Linked DNA regions of Capra hircus: region 1 is linked to region 2. A link is a contact called in public Hi-C data. All regions are on one chromosome and are shown on one strand. Each heading gives the region's core, a stretch centred on a gene start, on an enhancer-like site or on the middle of the called end of the contact. The rest is flanking DNA. Distances are from core to core; before and after follow the strand shown. Region 1 has its middle 7.4 kb from the start of PACSIN2. Region 2 overlaps PACSIN2 (protein kinase C and casein kinase substrate in neurons protein 2).

What was found. Hi-C and Micro-C count contacts between places; a contact is called where the count stands out from the background.
Region 1: a Hi-C map of blood shows a contact between it and region 2, with 3 times the contacts expected there. The contact joins two enhancer-like sites. A contact is called at or near these places in 2 of 5 Hi-C or Micro-C datasets (both in blood).

The regions. Positions count from the first base shown.
Region 1 is chr5:112,776,149-112,782,304 of ARS1.2, forward strand. No RefSeq gene overlaps it. Among named protein-coding and RNA genes, the nearest start is that of PACSIN2, 7.4 kb to the left of the region's middle. Within about 2 kb of position 4,638, at least 2 of the 5 cell types and tissues checked have an H3K27ac peak or open chromatin away from gene starts, as enhancers often do.
Region 2 is chr5:112,674,298-112,679,849 of ARS1.2, forward strand. PACSIN2 (protein kinase C and casein kinase substrate in neurons protein 2) reads right to left here. Exons shown (of 10, transcript XM_018048866.1): 3 at 4,960-5,116; 4 at 2,824-3,059; 5 at 1,009-1,164. Among named protein-coding and RNA genes, the nearest start is that of ARFGAP3, 34 kb to the left of the region's middle. Within about 2 kb of position 3,989, at least 2 of the 5 cell types and tissues checked have an H3K27ac peak or open chromatin away from gene starts, as enhancers often do.

The DNA.
Region 1 (6,156 bases), core at 3,388-5,887, 100 kb after region 2:
ATGTGAATCCAGATTTCCTTGAAACAAAATAAAACTAGATACTGAAGCTAACTTTTTTAAAAGCCGGAGCAGTCTCAAAATGCATATTCATAAAAAAAAAAGTGACATTTGTGGGACTTCCTTGGTAGTCCAGTGGCTAAGACTCTGGGCTTCCAATGCAAGGAGCCCAGGTTCCATCCCTGGTCAAGGAACTAGATCCTGCACACCACAACAAAGACAGAAGATCCAGTGTGCTGCAGCTAAGACCAGGCACAGTCCAATCAATCAATCAATACATAATTCTTTGTATTTGAAGTGACATTGCTCTTGTTGGTTAATTTTGTAACAAATACCTAAATGTTACAAACTTGAACTTATAAAAGAAGTTGTACCAATACTTATAAAATAAATGTACAGCAATAAAATGCTGCTAGTGCTTACATATAGGATGTTATGGAAAGACCCCCACCACTAAAAACATAAAGAGGGTTTGAAATCACAGGTGGAGACAGTGAGGAGCCATCAAGGGCTGTTCTTGGCTCCCAGACCAGCTATCACCAAAGGTTCTGCTGACCAGATGTGACCTTCATCTGGGTGTCTGTGCCTGACTTGCCGAATTACCATCCGGGAACGCTAGACAGGGCTCTGCCTTGGAGGTGTCTGCATCTGCATGGGCACTTCCAGGTGGGCTGGCCTTGGGCTCCCTCCCCAGCCAGGGCTTGGGATTGTGCATGACTCTATGTCACAATCACGGCAATGGTACAAGAAGTAGCACTGCAGTCGGGCTCCCACCCCAACTCTGGTTAAACATTTAATTGGGTCCCAGTCCCTTCCTCATGGTAGAGGGAAAGAGGAGAGGTCTGAGCACCACGGGTCCAGTTTTATCTTTTGCTAAAAAAGGATTCCACCCCCCACCCCCAGCAATTAATCAAGCCTAGGACTCAGTCAAAGGCTCAGGGGTTCATGGTTCTTTTCTGCTTTGTTTTTGCAGCATTTTTTCTTTCTTTTCTTTTTTTTTAAAGCAGGTTTAGGTTTACAGGTTTGGGCATGTCACCTCACTTCCTGGCCTCAGTGTCCTCATCTGGACAGAGAAATAGTGGGGTGGGAGGGGTAGAGGAATTAAACATCTTAATAGATGAAAAAGATTCGCACGGTGCCCAGTGCAACAGAGGCACTTGCCCGACCAATGATGCTGCTGGCATCAGGCCACACGGTCAGCTCAGGCACATCCTCATCTGTAAAAGGGAGGGAGGAGCCTGGCAGGCCCCAGCAGACATGCCAGCTCCCTCTCCCTCTTCAGCACTCCCTGCCCCACAAGGAGCAGAGCCACGGGTGCTGCTCCTAAGAGTGGACACGACACAGGGAAGGCGGACTTCCTGCCCAGGTGAGTGCCAGGCCCACTGGCATTATCACCCATGAAGGAATGCGGGCACCATCCCCCCAGATCACAGGCCACCCCACCCTGCTGCCCTGTTCCTACTCCCACAGCCCTCTGCTCCTCCCTGGGCCCTGTTCCTGCCCCTGCCTCACCTCCTGTCCACCCTTCTCACTCGGTGGGAGCCTCCAACAAAGTCTGAGACCCGCCAGAAACCCACGCTCCAATCCAGACAGCCCCACTGGGGGCAGGGGGTGGGAGAGGCCACCTCCAGGTCAAGTTCAACCAGTTTCTATGCCCAGTGGACTGCCTGTGGTCACCTACTTCCTCTGGGTCTGGGCAGAAAATGGTCAGTCCACACCAGAGCTTGCCAGAGTGGATCCTGGATGGGTTTTGAGCTCTCTGAGCTGGAGCCATGTATGCCACGAGGCAGGAGTGTGTGACGAAGGACCGTTCCTTTTCTTCTCTAGGAGAATGACTGAGGGACAGCAGCTCAGAATGTGTGGTCAGCCAGGTAACAGGCAGAGGGGCAATGATTTCACACTGAAGGGCAGTATTGGGCCAGGAGTGGGGTGGGTGGGAGAGACTGGCAGGAGGAGGCTGCTTTGCGGACCACTGAACATCAAAGCCGAAAGACCCTGAAGGATGAGCAAGAGAGTCTTCCTAAGGTGAGGAGGCAGAGGCCCAGGGAAGCCAGGTGAGCTGCTGGAGGTTTTCCACTCATCAGGGCCAAAGACCCTCTCAAACCTGGGCTTTCTGACTCCTTCCTTCCCTACATGAAGTCTTTCTCTCCCTCCGACACAGCAGACATGGGATACCAGGTACCGAGCTGGGCATGAATGAAAAATAAAATTTTCTCCACTTTCCAGCAACTCATGCTAGTGGGCGCCAGAGGGGGGAGCCTGTGAACAATGACCTTGAAGGGTCCAAGCAATGCCCTGGGGGTCCCGGAGGGCTCCCCAAAAAAGGACCATTTCAGCAGACTCTGAAAGATAAGCATGGCAGGGCTTGGAAGGACATGTCTGAAGGGCAAATCATGGGAGCCGCGGGTGCAGGGTTGTCAGCCTGAGGTGGTGGAGCACAGGCAGATCCTTAGAGGCAGGAGGGAAATGTCCCTCCCAACAGTTTAAGACCAAGGTCAGGGGTATCCAGCCAAGGGCCTGCTCCTGGGAGTCGTCCTCTGAGTATGTGGGTCCTGGCACCTCCTGGTTGGCCTGGGGTGTAAGACAACAGAGCCAAGGCTCCTCCCACTGTCCCTCTGAACACACCCTTCCTGTTGTGACAACTCTGTTCTCTGTGTAACTGGTTCCAGCCCGTGGCTCGGGTTTCAGATTTCGCCCGAGCACTCATTGAGGCTGATGGAAGTATCATGTGGGCCCTGGGGACAGCCAGCCCGCCAAGCCCAGCCCTGCTAATTACAGGTCACAGCTTTCTTGTTAGGTGCCCAGACAGCAGGCACCCTGAGCCAGGCCCTCCCGGGGACCAGGCCTGGGAGACTGCTATCGCACCCTCATTCAGGCAGTCTTCACTCAGCACCTGCTGGGCACACCACCTGCGGGGTGCCTGGGGAGGACCCAAGGGGCTGAACTGGTTCTGACTTCTCCCAGCCCTCAGTACCAATCACAGCTGCCACCCAAAGGACCCCTTTCCATGGGGACAGCCCAGTGATGGTGCTTTATATATGAGAACTCCTGCTTCCTTACACCAGCTCCACTTTGCACTTGGGGAAACTGAGACTCAGGGGGGTAAGATGGCTTGGTCAAGGTCATAGGCTTAAGCTGGCTTAAAACTCAACATTCAAAAAACTGAGATCATTGCACCCAGTCCCATTGCTTCATGGCACACAGAAGGGGAAAAGTGGAAACAGTGACAGATTTTATCTTCTTGGGCTCCAGAATCACTGCAGATGGTGACTGCAGCCATGAAATTAAAAGACGCTTGCTCCTTGGGAGTAAAACTATGACAAACTGAGGCAATGTATTAAAAAGCAGAGATATCACTTTGCTGACAAAGGTCCATCTAGTCAAAGCTATGGTTTTCCAAGTAGTCACATACGGATGTGAGAGTTGGATCATAAAGAAGGCTGAGTACTGAAGAATTGATGCTTTTGAACTACCGTGCTGGAGAAGTACTTCTTCAGAGTCTCTTGGACAGCAAGGAAATCAAACCAGTCAATCCTAGAGGAAATCAACCCTGAGTATTCATTAGAGAGACTGATGCTGAAGCTGAAGCTCTAATACTTTGGCCACCTGATGTGAAGACATGACTCACTGGGAAAGGCCCTGATGCTGGGAGAGATTGAGGGCAGGAGGAGAAATGGATGACAGAGGATGAGATGATTGGATAGCATCACTGACTCAGTGGACATGAATTTGAGCCAACTCCGGGAGACAGTGAAGAACAGAGGAGCCTGGTGTGCTGCAGACCACGGGGTCACAGAGTCGGACACAACTGAATGACGGAACAGCAAGAACAAGCTCTCATTTGGGGAAATATTAAGGAATGGTGATTTTTTTTCCCCCCAGTAAGGAATTGTTTTGTATTTACAGGCTTTGGTGTCATTGAACTCTGAGATCAGAAAAAGCATCTATGAGAAATTTGGATAAACATGTGAGGAGTTATATGAAAATGTTTGAGGCCATCAGACTCATACTCAACTGGGGGAAAAGGGCAGGATGGTTTACTGAGAGGAGAGAGAGGTGAGAGTGAGTTAAACGTGAACTGAAAAATCGAGGGCAGGCAGATGACAGTGGCAGGCACCGAACCAGAAGATGGTTTAAAGCCTCAAGGACATGGAGCTTTAACTGGGTCTCAGGAATGGGCAGGATTTCGATGGGTGGGGACAGGGAGGAGAGAATGTCAGATTGTAGGGCCAGCACCGTGGTCCCCAGGCAGAGCTGTGAGGCTGGGACAGGGCCTGAATGGCTGGGGAAGAAGGATGCCCAGAGGCTTCCTATCATATCTGCAAGTAGGAAATCTACTCCAGCCAAGAGACAGGCCTTTCCAGGTGCTGGGGCTGGTGTTCCAAAGGTGCTTCCAGGCTGAAGGGATTCCTGGGTGGCTGTTCATTAAAATTTTCCATTCAGCCGTCCTCCGGTTTCCTGGCCTTCTCAAAGCCTTTCTGTTTGGGCTCAGTCACCTGGAGGCATGCTGTCAGGAAGTGAACCTAATGTCACCGTGACACCCCCTCCCCCAGTTTTTAAGGCTGTGACTCAGCTTTCACCCAACCCCAGCCTCTGCCCGGTCACCCTCCCCTGGCACTTACCCACATTCCCTGCACTCCAGCTCTTCTCCGCAAGCCTGCGGGTAGGGTCTGGAGCCTGCTGCCCTTGGGGACAGTGGGAACAGAGGCAGCAGATCCAAGAACAAAGCTGTGTGATCGTCATCACTGCTAAGAATAGCCCGACAGCCACCAGGGCCGCCAGGCCCAGGTGCACAAGCTCAGGCACGGCCTCTTTCCACCTGACAAGGAAGGATGGCCTTCACCCTCATGCCATCAGGCACGCTATGAAGACAAGGAAACAGACTCAGGGACGGGAAGGAGCAGACCCATGGTCACACAGCCAGTCAGTGGGCAGGGGCTCCCCTCCGTCCCCAGACTCAGATTCCAGAGTCAGACTTTGAAGTCAAAGACTTATTTAGCACCTACTACCCACTGGCCACTGTTCTGGGTACTGTGCTGAATGAGATGACAAGTCCCTCTGCGGGGAGGGACACTCACAACTCAGCCAGTGAACAGAGGATACGCTCTCAGCGCCCTGGAGCCTGGCCTGTCCTCTCCCCACCAGCCATGCCCGTCTGGCATAGGCACCCTGCTCTCTCCCCTCCCCAGGCCCTGGAGTGACTTCTCCAGAAATGGGTGTGCACGCTCAGTTGCTCAGTCGTGCCAGACTCTGTGACCATATGGACTATAGCCCTCTAGACTCCTCTTCCCGTGGTATTCTCTATATGCCATACCAATCGGGCCAGGGCTATTTTGCCCTTGCGGAGCTAATAGTTTTGTGATGGAGAAAGTGAAAAAGCAAGGACATACCTAAGATAACTTTGCCTAGTAATCAGTGCTTTGAAAAAAGTCAAAAAAGATGGTAAGAGACTGATAATCAGGAAAGTTTCTCTGAGAAAATGCTCCACATGATCAGATGGAACAGGCCCCATGGAGATCAAGGGGAAGGGAATTCCAGGTGAGGGGCCTGCCAGTGCAAAGGCCCGGAGGCAGGGGTGAATGTGAAATCCTCAAAGGTCACTACAGCTCCTGCAAAAGGGCAGAAGGGAGAGCATAGTGGGAAATGAGACTGGAGCTTGAGTTGATTTTAAGTTACAGGGGAAGTTTTCTGGGAGGGCCTGAAGCCTCAGATATGCTCTGACTTTTGCTTTAAAATTTAAGAGAAAAGGAAGACCAGCATAGACAAGATAATCAGAGAAATTTTCATGGAAGAGTCAACAGAACTTTCTTACCACAGAATTAGAAAAGTCCAATCTCCTAGGAGGAATGGAAAATTCACCTGTTTAAAACTGTTTCTACCAAGAAAACAGAGGAATGGTTGGTCCATCAGCACATGAAAAGATGCTCAACATCATTAGTCATCAGGGAAAGGCAAATCAAAGCCACAATGAGACCCCACATTACATCCACAGGATGGCTATAACTAAAAAGAGAAATAATATGTGTTATTCAGGATGTGGAGAAACTGGAACCCTCACCCACCACCGGTAGGATTGTAAAATAGTGTGATTGCTTTGGAAAATAGTTTGGCAGCTTCCCAAAAAGTTAAACATACATTTACGTATGGCCTGGGCTTCCC
Region 2 (5,552 bases), core at 2,739-5,238:
GGGGACCATCAGCGTGATGGAGCTTCCTACGGTGAAGGGAGGGATGGTGGGGCTGGGGTCACCCATTTATCAGTCGTTCTCACTCTCAAGACCCTGAAATGGGCTTTGACCATGGATCGGGGGTTGGCCTTTGCTCTCTGCTCTTCTGTCGCTGACGACAATACGGGGCCTTCTGAGCAGGGAGTGGCCCTCCTTGAGCTTTTGCAGGCCTCAGGCCCGGCCCTGCTGCTTCTGGAGCAGCGTCTCTGCCCCCACTTGGGGGCAGCAGTGAGGAGCTTCGTAGAGGGCACAGCTCTCTCATGGTCACACCTCTGGGTGGCCGCTCCGAGCTTCCTCCATTTCCTCCACCACAAAACAGACGTGCAGCTGCCTAATTCCCCTATTTCCCTCAGCAGCTCTTCTGAGGCTCAGGACCCCTGCTTCCCCTCTGGGCATCATGCCCTAGTCCTGAAGCTCAGTGCTCAGCTCATCTCTAACTTCACCTCTCTCTCCAAAACCAGGCTGGGACTTCCTTCTGTGGACACTGCAGGAAGAGGGCACAGGATGGGAGTGGGGCCAGGGGCCAAGCTGGGAGCTAAGGGTTCCAGAACCCTTGCTCACATCTGCCCTCCCTTCTTAGGCTCTTAAAGCTTTTTCCAGCAGCTCTCTGTCAGCAATGTCCCAAGCCCTTACTTGGCCTGACTGTCAAGCCCACCGGTCCTCACAGCCCTCCATACCAGCTCGCCCATCAGCTCCCTGCTGTTGACATTCACAAGCTAGTCCTTCCCGCCTCCTGCCTGCGGCCACCCTGGCCACCCCGCACAGGAGTCACACCCCTGCCTGCCCAGTGCTCAGTGCCGCCCTGTCCTGAGGCGGCACTCAGGGCTGTGGTGAGGTGACGGGTGATCTCACTGATGCAGCCATCTGTCCATGGATCTGACTGAGCAGTGACAAAGGCTCGTCACACGCCGGACACGTGGACGGGTGAGGCATGTGCTCTCAACATGCAAAAAAACCTGCACGATTTACCTTAAGAACATCCTGTTTGCACTTCTCTACTCTGTCTTGCAGTTTCTTAAGCTGCTCAGGGTTGAGGGACGGGTCGGCTCTGCTGTTGTTCTCGCGGGATATCGCCAGCTTCTCCTCCTTGCATGCTGCATGGTAGGCCTTCTTCGCTGCTTCAACCTACAGGGAGAAGGAGTTCCCAAACACCACATTTAAAGGTCAAAATCCTCGCTCAAGGTTACACAGACTGTGGGCAGTGCCTGTACTCTTAAGAGGACAGGGAAGATCAGGTGCAAAGCTGTGTGTCCAGCATAATCACAGCACGTTAAAACAGAGGAGTTCTTTCAGCGAATACTGACGGGGTGCCTGCTTTGTTGTCAGACACCGTCTAGGCAGAAGGAGTACAGTGCTCGACAAAGAGCCTAGCTTTCACGCAGCTCACCATCTAGCTGGGGGAGGCAGCTGCAAGAAAGAGGAAACAGTAAGGCAGTGGCTGACAAACGCCGAGGAGGAGAAGCAAGCAGGGAAGAGAGGCAGGTGCACTGGGGGGTCTGGGCTATAGCTGTACGTAGAACAGCTGGAGAAAGCCACACAGGTGACCTGCAGCGAGACTGTGACGGAGGTGTGGGCCTGAGGGAAGAGCTGGCTCAGCAGCTGGAAACCTAACACAAGAGAAGTGTAACGTTGGGAGAAAGGGTTATAGGCCACATTCCATATTTTTAACGACTGTTTTACATGAATACACACACATATCTATAGATATGGGGGGTGTATGTGTGTGTATGTGTGTAATTTAATAGATGCTTCTTAACTGAGCCAAAGTCACAGATTTCATTCTAGAGCAGAAAGCTGAGTTTGTAACCAGAGCCTCATGAGGCAGTCCGTCATCACAAATGGGACCAGAGACAAGAAAGAAGAGACAGGGGATGTGGCAAAATAGACAAGACACGGAGTAGACAAGGAAAGCCTGCTGTCACAACCCGGAGATGGAAGTCTGCTCAGGGTGACTCTGAGAGGGAGGGAGGCAGTGTGGTTCCTGAGAGAAGTCCGTGATGGGGACGGGACTGGCAGGAAGTAGGGGCACCCTTAGCAATGGGGTGGCCCAGGCTCCAGGTCTGCCTATGCTAAGGGCTGGGGTGTAGTTATGACAGTCTCTGGAGAACCAAGGCTGGGTGAGGCTTGATTTCCATTTGCTGCTTGTAAAATAATGAGTATCAGCATCATTGCAAATTTGAGAGAAAAACTCATATAAGAGAAAGAACCATTTAAAAGTTCAGGGTTGGGAGTGGCCTTGTTAGTGGTTGAGAGCATTTTTGCATGCCACCAACAGCTCTTCTAAAACTGTGCTATTCAAAATGTAGTCCACAGACCAGCAGGCACAGCATCACTTGGGAGATTATTAAAACTGAGTGTGAATAGGCCCCACTTCTGACCTCCTGACCACTATCTCTAGAGGTAGGGCCTGGGAATCTGGGTTTTAGGAAGCTTGCTTAAAAAGCACTATTCCTCAACGGTTTCATCTCAGATAACCTTTGGCAACTAGGACTTACTATTCTGACAGACCAGAAGGTTCAAGACATGGGGGTGGGAGCGGGGTGGGGGCGGGGGGAGGTGCTTCAGTTTTGAGTTCTAGGCTGTGTGTGTGGGTCTCACCCTGCTCCCAGGACAGGAAAATGGGTGGATAAGGGTTCTGTAAAAATGGCACACGAGGCACTCAGCAGGCCCCCTGCGCCTAGGCAGTGGCAGCAACACCGGGGGGGCAGGAGGACTGTCCAGGGGAAGCAGGCAGCGGGTGGGAGGGGTGCCTGCGGGCGGGGCAGGACCCTGGGGCGGATGCACCTCTTTCAGCTTCTTGGCCCAGGGCTTCTGCGCCTTCCGAAAGCCGTCCTCAGCCTCCTTGGTCTCCTTGAAGCCTCCCATCATCTGCTTGTGGAAGGCGTCCTTCTGCCAGTTCTTGATCTTCTCGAAGTCCTCGTTCATCAGCGAGGCCTTCACCTCCAGGTGCAGCTCACTCACCTTCTCCGCCTCGGTCATGACGGCCACCCAGGCCTTCTCCACCGTCCCGTACTGGGGCCCTGGCACAGAAGAGAAGCTGGTGGGTCACTTGGCACTGTGGGGCCCAGACAGGCCCTGGGAGGGGATTCCCTCTGTGAGCCCACCTCGGCACTTAGGATGGGGTTTGAGGCTGGCAGTCTGCCTGCCTGGCTGGGAGGCTTCCTTTTGGCTGTTTCAGATATTTTTCTTAGTGCTGTTCCTTTTTCAGTTCCTGGGATCAAGAAGAGAATAAGGAACTGAAGCTGGATCTGTTTTCTTTTGTTAGGGAAACTGGGGGATTACACAGATTTCCTTTTTGTAAAGACACTGAGCTCTTGAAAAACTCCAAGACGAAGTTTCTTCATCTTGGAAGTTTTGATTTGCTTGAGGCTGGCCTTTGAAGGAGGGCATTCTGAAGTGAACTGACCTCTCTGCCAGGCCAGTCTGAGCCCACCCCTCGGGCTCCTGCTGGCTCCTGGCTTCCCCTGTGTGGGACCACACGTTCCCCTGAGGCCCATTCCCTCCACGAGGAGCTGGGCCCTGGAACCAGCTTGTGGAATGAAGGCCTGAGCCCTCAGTAGAATGGAAGCCCCAGGCTGGGGAAGGAGAGGACGAGACAGGAATCTGGCTGGCTCTGGCCTGGATGGAGCTCTCCAGACAGCAGGGAGGGTTGCCTGGGTCACCTCAGTCACTGTTCTCAGGAAGGAAACTCCTAATCTGACCTGTCATTTTGCTGAGGATGTAGTTGGCCTGAGGTGACAGAGAGATGGGCTGTGACAGAAGCTGAGGATGGAACAGGAGGACACAGGGCCTGCCCTCAGGGTGCTCCCAGAGGACAATGACTGCTGGAGTGGATAATGACAAGAGACATATGGTGTGTGTGCGTGAGTAACTGTTAGCCCCTCAGGACCTCTGGCTTCTCACGTCTACAAGATGAGCAGCTCCTGGTCCTGCCGAGGGGACCAGGACCCACAAAGGTGGAAATAAAGAGTGCTTTGTGAACCTCAGGCTCTGAGTAAGCAGTATGGACACTGCTGACAGCTGGATCCTGAGAGAGGGACTCAGGCAGGTGGAAATAAAATAATGACAGCCACTGCTTCCTGGAGGAGCCGGCCCACTCCAGCCACGCCTCACCCACGCACGGCCACCCAACTCTGCACCAGGGTGCTATTCTCTGCTCCCCAGGTTGCCCATGTCAGCATCCGGGGAAAGACACGTAGTGAGTCTAGACCCCTGATGCCTGGGGGCCCCTCATCCTGGCCTAGCTTCCCCTGGTCAGCCCCTCCAAACCCACCCTGAGAAATGCTCACAAACCCACTTCTTTCCCAGGAAATCCTGTAGTCAATAAAGCTCCCCTCTACTGCTGGGAAGTGCATTCTGAATACCATCCACACATCCATGGTAGCGCTCTCACTGAGCTCTAGAATCGTCTGAGTGTTTTGCGAGAGACAGAAGGGAGGTAAAACCTGCATCGTATAATGGGTTTCCCTGGTGGCTCAGTCGGTAAAGAATCTGTCTGCAATGTAGGAGACCAGTTCAACTTTGCCGGATGTCACCACTGAGTCATGCCTGACTGGCTACTTGGCTGAACTTACAAATATGCAGTCTTGGTGCCAGAAACCATGGTGCTGAGCAGCAAGGCCCTTGACTGGACAGGAGGCTACTAGAGTCTGGGCCTCGATGGAGCTGCTCTGAGTTAACTCAGCAAGCGCAGCATGTCCTCTGCTGACAAGGACTGCCACGGGAGGCTCGGATGCTGCTGGAGGACAGGAGTCCTGTGTCCCCAGGAAAGGGGAGGAAAGCTCACTTGGCCTGTGCTGCTGGGAGAAAATCACAGCTCCCAGACTGTGAGACAAACTCCTGCCCTGATCTTCCAAGAGAGGAAACTGGCTCAGAGAGGGTGGACGGTTCGCCCCAGACGCCCCATGGTGGCCTCCCTACCCTTGTCCACAAGCTGCCTCCAGCGCCGGGCCCATTCGGTGAGCTGCTGCGCATACGCCTTCTCAATGCGTGCCCGCTCGTGCAGGCAGTTCATGAGGTCGGTGCACAGGCGGTGGCCATCGTCGATCCGCCGCACCGTCCGCTTGTAGTTCCCGACCTAGCAGACAGAGCCACGCTGTGAGCGCCAGACCTCCACGCCGGCCAGCTTTTGAGTGCTTGCGCCCCTCCCACTTCAAAGGCCCCCTGCATTGTTAGATGACAAGCTACCACTGGCAGGAGCAGACAAAACCGAGATTCGGAGCTTCTGCATGGCCCATGGGCCAAGGGAGGGAAGCAGACCAGCGTGAGAAGGGTTGTGCGGGAGGGAAGTGAGGGGCTGAGGGCACCCAAGGGGGATCTCACAGACTGAGGGACAGGGACAGCTTCCCAAAGTAGGGAATGTCTAACTAGAAAGATGAAAAACAACAATAGAAACAATTTTTTAGTAGCTCCAATTAAAGTAATTTTATAATTAACATTACAGACCCCTGGCTAAAGACCTTTAAAGCATTACTGGAATTATCAGGTTCTCAGTATTCTTGCCTGGAGAATCC